Linked DNA regions of Mus musculus: region 1 is linked to region 2. The links are chromatin contacts, called in public HiChIP or PLAC-seq maps. All regions are on one chromosome and are shown on one strand. The core of a region is the stretch at or near the end of the contact, and the rest is flanking DNA. Distances in the headings are between cores, read along the strand shown.

Region 1 (2,700 bases), core at 110-2,609, 340 kb before region 2:
CACTTTGACTAAGTTCCCAGGGGAGGGGCCAGCCAGTTCCCCGGGGGGCTCTTCCGAGGGTGTGTGAAAACAGGGATGGGAGAGTCGTGTGGCCATCTTTCCTTCTGTTCCACCTTCTCTGGACCCCCACACTCTTAAATTGCTAACTTTGCTCCCGGGGTCTGTGCCCCATTTTTTCCCCTATGCTTCCTATTGTGTTCATTTCCTTGTAACCAACCCATTGGATGAGGCCCAGTGCTGTGGAGAAACTGAAGCTTTCTCGGAGCCAAGTTCCGAGTGTGTCCTGTTTCCAGTGCAGAAGTGTTCCTCCCCAACCGTCCCTCTTCATGACTGGTGACTGAGATAACTTGGCCATCTGCTTCTGTCAACACCCAGGGCTTTCTGAATCCTGTTTCCACCACGGATCACGCACGAGGCCCTGGGCAGTCCCTTTCCCTTGCTTGGGACCTCAGTGTTCCTGTCTGTGTTACAGAGACAGGGGCATCCTGCCTCACCTCCTTCATGAGAACTGGCTCGCACTGAGCATGTGCAGGGCCACAGGGGTGTACACAGGGCCAAAGACCCTCCATAGCCCACGACAGGGGGTGAGGTGGGGACTGACACAGACAGACAGACAGACAGACAGACAGACACCTCAGTAAATAAGGAGCTGGAATGTGGACCCAGGCAGCCCTAAAGGGCTCACCAAGGGCCAACTTAGCCCCTTTGGGCTGAGGGCGGGGGTGGGTAGGTGAGCGCTGTGCTACTCAGACCACGATTTGTTTTTTGTTTTTTGTTTTTTAAATAAAATCAGAGGAATGATGTTAATACAGCCTGGACTATGTCTGACTTTATAATAACACAATTATAAAGCCTAATTCTCTCTTCTCTATTTTTCTTCCAGTCTCGGGAAAAACTCTCATGGGAGGAGGCACCTGGGGCACGTGACTAATGACCCCTTGTCCAGCTTCAAGCCTCAGCTGCTCTGAGGGCCTGGGGTCTGTCTGCATTCTGTGGACTTGGCTGGGTCTCAAGAGAAGGAATCTAGACACCCTGGCCAAAGTGCCCTGTCCCTGGGAAGTTTCTCTGAAGAGTCAGGAGGAGAGCTCTGAGTAGCCCGACTCCCTCGGCTATGTGACTGGGGAAGAAAGGTTTTGAACACAGGAGGGGAGTTGTAAACAAGGCTATACACAGGGCCTCAACCCCACATCCAACCCTGCCCATCCACTTCCTGAAACCACACTCCTACCTCTGCCACCTCCCAGGGGCATCTGGGTACTGCAAGCTCTGTCCCTGTTGCAAAGGTGATGGGGACCAAGTCCACCTGCCTGGTACACCCTGCAGCTCTGAGTCACCGTCTACTGAGAGAGGTCTCTTTTCTTGCCATTTCCTTTTGATTTTTAATGAGAGTTCTTCTGGCAGTCCCTAGCTTCTGGCCTGGGTCACGAGGCCTCAAACCATGAGTCATAGGAACAGCTGACTCCCAACAGCATGGCATCGAAGTTTAGTCCCTGGGAGTAGGGAGCGCAAGAGGAGCCTGGATTCTGAGACAGTTTGCTTTTGAATCCTGACCTGGGCAGGATGGGACACTGAATGTTCCCATAGGGCTGTATCATGTTGGAGAAATCTGGGCTAGCTTCCTGGAGGAGGCTACCCCATTGAAGTGCAATGCTAGTGGAAGCTGGACTTAGAAAGGTTCAGACATTCCAGAAAGGGTGTTGGTGTTAGGGCCTTCACACCTCTTGTGCAATGTGGCAGAAATTACAGCAAAGTCAGGACCTGAATCATCTATAAAAATGGAAATAATTAGACTGACTTTTTAGGGCTGTAAGCCAGACAAAGGAGACATGAGATGGCAAGGCCTTTTGTGGGCAGCCTTGTCCTCAGGGGGAACCAATCAATATTGGGCAGGGGGAGGGGGGAAGCATGCAGGGAGCCTATGCTTCCAGCACACTCATGGGACCACTGTCTCTACTTGATAGTCGGATGGAAGGGTGGGGTTCCAGGGTGGCAGCTGGAGTGGTTGACATGGAGGTCAGGATGGATATGTGTGAGACACTGAGGAGCTCAGACTGCAGTGCCATTTTCTTGCTCTTGGTATTTATTTGTATCTTTGGGGGAGCTGGAGAGGCAGCCTAGTTGGTGCAGTGCTTGCTTGGCAGATCTGATGCCCTGGATCTGATGCCCTGCCCTGCGTGACCTGGGTATGTGGGTGCCCATCTGGAACCTCAGCGCTCAGCAGGCAGAGGCGAGAGTGCCAGAAACTAAAGGTCATCTTTGTGTGTGTAGGAGTAGTTTAAGGCCAGCTTGGGCTACATGTCTAAAATAATAAAGAGTAAGGGGTTTCAGGGGGCTGGGCTCAGTCGGTGAGACGGTTTGCTGCATAAGTGTGAGGGCCTGGGTTCAAATCCCCGACACCCACATAAATAGTCACGTGTGGCTGTACATGTCTGGAACCTCAGTGCTTTAGGGAATGGAGACAGGAGGATGACTGGGGCTTGCTGGCTGCTGGCTGTCTCTGTGTTCATCGAGAGAGACTGTTTCAAGGGAATAAGAGAGTGAGAGAGCAGGATACCTAATGTCTTCCTCTGGCCTCTTCATGCACATTCATGGGTGTGTATACCTGTGAGTACAGGTATGCAACACATGTACACACAAGCACACACATGTGTACATGTACCCACATACACATACATGTGCACACAGCCACATACACATACA
Region 2 (2,700 bases), core at 190-2,689:
TTAGATGATCTCTAGCCAAAAGGCACTTTCTCCAGGAAGTCTTCCTTGACCTCCTAGGCAAACTCTGAGCTCCCCCATGTCACGAAGGCCTCTCTGTAGAAATGATCTGGTTGCAACTGTGCTTCAACTTGGGTGGCCATTTGATAAGGGCCAGGTCTCCTTAAAATGCTAGGGCCTGGGATGCTGTACCCACAGGGTTAACAGACTCGGATGATGCCCACCCTCCAACCTGTGATAAGCGCCACACTCACTCAAGGACAGGTGCAGGCATGGGGGGGAAAAACCCAACATGCCCAAGTCACACTGAGATACCAAGTTTCCGGGCCAGAGGGAGCCTGGCTACTTGGCTTCTATCTTGTTAACTGCTGAGCGGGAGGTGAGGTCAAGGCTCTGAGGTGAGGGGAGGAATTTGGGAGCAGTTGGCTAGGCCAGGAAAGAGTGGAGAACCTTGCTCTCTTTGCACCTGAACTCTGATTCAGGACGAAAACACCCTGGTGAGAAAAATGTGGCTTCCACACGTAATGCTGAGCCTTGTCACAGAACATGCAAATGCATGCAAATGATATGCAAACACATTCTCTGGTTGGGATAAGAGAAACCAAAAGCCTGGTGTCTGGGAGAGCCCCTCTGAGGGGCGACAGAACTGAAGCCCCTTCTGACCCCTAACCACCACCATGGGTGTACAGTGTGGAGAGTGATCACAGGTGGGGACCCCCGCCCCATTCCCCACTCTTGCCCTCCTGACTCCAGGGAACCTGGGTGCTATAAAGAGTCTCTACCCACAGTGGCTTCTTTTGGCCTCACCCTGCTTTGCCTAAATCTCCTGGGATACACTCTCAAAGGCATGCCACACCCATCTGCAGGACAAAGTCTAGGCTCCCTGTGGTTTGGCTTATGCCACCCTGTTTCTCCCCTAGAGACACGACTCATCGGTCCCCCGTGAAGCCACTCCCAGATCTCTTATTCTCTCCAACCTGCCCAGCCAGCAATGGTCTCCTGCCCACCTCAGATCTTCCCCACGCCAATATAGGCCTCCAACCAGTGATCCTTGGTCCACTAGGGGCAGCCTTCCACATAAGGATCTGTCTTCCCCCACTGTCTGGCCAGTCTCAGGACCCTTAGGGATGTCTGGTATATAAATGACTGAATGAGAAAATCAGTGGATCGAAGGAATGACAAGAGAAACAAGAGTAAAAGTCCTGAAGACATCCAGAATATCTTCTCAAAGGATTTGAAACATAGTGTGGGCTGGGTAGATGTGACCTTCTGCCCTGGGTGGTCACGAGGCCAGGCCCTGCCTTAGACATCTTCTATGGCTCCTGTCCCTCTCCCAGCCTCCTCCTCCACAACCCCACCTAATTGGCTGTCAGTGGTGTTTCTACAGAAAGGGAGCTGTTCCTTGAAGCTTCACAGCCTGTGATTAGATCTATGGCAGCTTCCTAAGCTGCTCAGCGGTTCCCATGGCAACCCGGCTGGTGCCCGACTGGCAGTGGGCCACCTGCAGGAGAGGGAGGGAGAAACAGAGACAGGTGCGAGGTTGCTGCCTGGGGCAGGACTGTTGGGGCTAAACCTAAAGACCTAGGGAAAGAAAGGCACAGGGGTGTGAGGTAAGCTGTGAGCCAGAGAGAAAGGCAGATGGGGTAAGGATGGGGATTGAAGGGGGTGAGACTTGGAAATGGGGAGGCCAGGCAAGGAGGGAGGGTGTGGAGAGTGGCGAGGAGTCAGAGGAGAAATGGGGCAAGCTCTGAGGGTAAAGGAAGCCAGAGAGTATAGTCTAGGGAAACTGAGGACGAAAGTAATTCTACTTCATGCTAGCACACACCTTAATTTAATAAGAAAGAAGACACATCACTGCCCCTGAGGGTCTCAACTTCTGATCTCCCACCATCCCTTGCTGACAGCTGAGGGCCTTGGACTGGACGGTGGTGGAACCCACTACTGCTACTGGAACTTTGTGAGGGCAGATTCATTTGATGTTTGAAAGGTCCAGGGGCTTCTTCAGAGAGTTATCACATGGCTAAGGATCTCCATCCACGTTGAGGTTATGTGATGCCGACCACTGCCACTTTGCAGCAATGAGAATGGAACAGGGCCATTCACAAGGCTCTGAGATCCCAAGGCACCTCGTCAGCACATGGCGGCAAGAAAGGGTGGCAGTCTAACATTGAGGAGTTGGAGCACTGTCCCGAGTCATTGGCTAGTCTTGGACCCCCAGACGATAACCCTTATAATAGACAGGGTCAGACCGAACCTTCAGCTTAACGCTTCTCTGTCAGTGAAACGAGCCCACCCACATGAGATGTGCTTACTCATGTTGGAACAAGTCTGCTGGCCTCAGGCTTGGCTCCAAGTGCTCCCAAAAATGTCTACAGAGGAGCTGGGGCTATAGTTCGGTTGGTTGAGTGCTTGTCTGTCATGCACAAAGCTCTGCGTCCAGTCCTCCTGCACTGAATAAATACAGGTATGGTGGAGTACACCTGTAACCCTAGCATTCGGAAAATAGATATAGGAGGACCAGAAGGTCAAGGTTACCCTTAGCTCTCTAGCAAGTTCAAAGCCAGCTTGGGACATGCACAACCCTGGTTCAAACCAAACCAAACCAAACATGTCCCCCTTGGCTTCTTTCTTATAACTTTAAGCTAAGGCAAAGTCATTCCCTGAGATGGCATAGGTCAGCCGCTGGGGACACACATCCTGCCC

Evidence for each region. HiChIP or PLAC-seq counts read pairs in DNA pulled down with a chosen protein or histone mark.
Region 1: a FOXA1 HiChIP or PLAC-seq map of pancreatic cancer cells shows a contact between it and region 2. The contact joins the promoter of Pla2g2e here to the enhancer-like site in region 2. A contact is called at or near these places in 5 of 39 promoter capture datasets (the C10 cell line, Sertoli cells and embryonic stem cells), 3 of 115 datasets of contacts at active chromatin or transcription factors (embryonic basal ganglia, microglia and pancreatic cancer cells) and 2 of 9 other capture datasets (adipose tissue and liver).

What each region holds. Positions count from the first base shown.
Region 1 is chr4:138,876,601-138,879,300 of GRCm38.p6, reverse strand. Pla2g2e (phospholipase A2, group IIE) reads right to left here and starts at 1,359. Exons shown (of 5, transcript NM_012044.2): 1 at 1,229-1,359.
Region 2 is chr4:138,536,165-138,538,864 of GRCm38.p6, reverse strand. No RefSeq gene overlaps it. Among named protein-coding and RNA genes, the nearest start is that of Gm32549, 41 kb to the right of the region's middle. Within about 2 kb of position 1,439, at least 44 of the 459 cell types and tissues checked have an H3K27ac peak or open chromatin away from gene starts, as enhancers often do. A contact at or near this core is called in embryonic basal ganglia and pancreatic cancer cells, where this site is marked.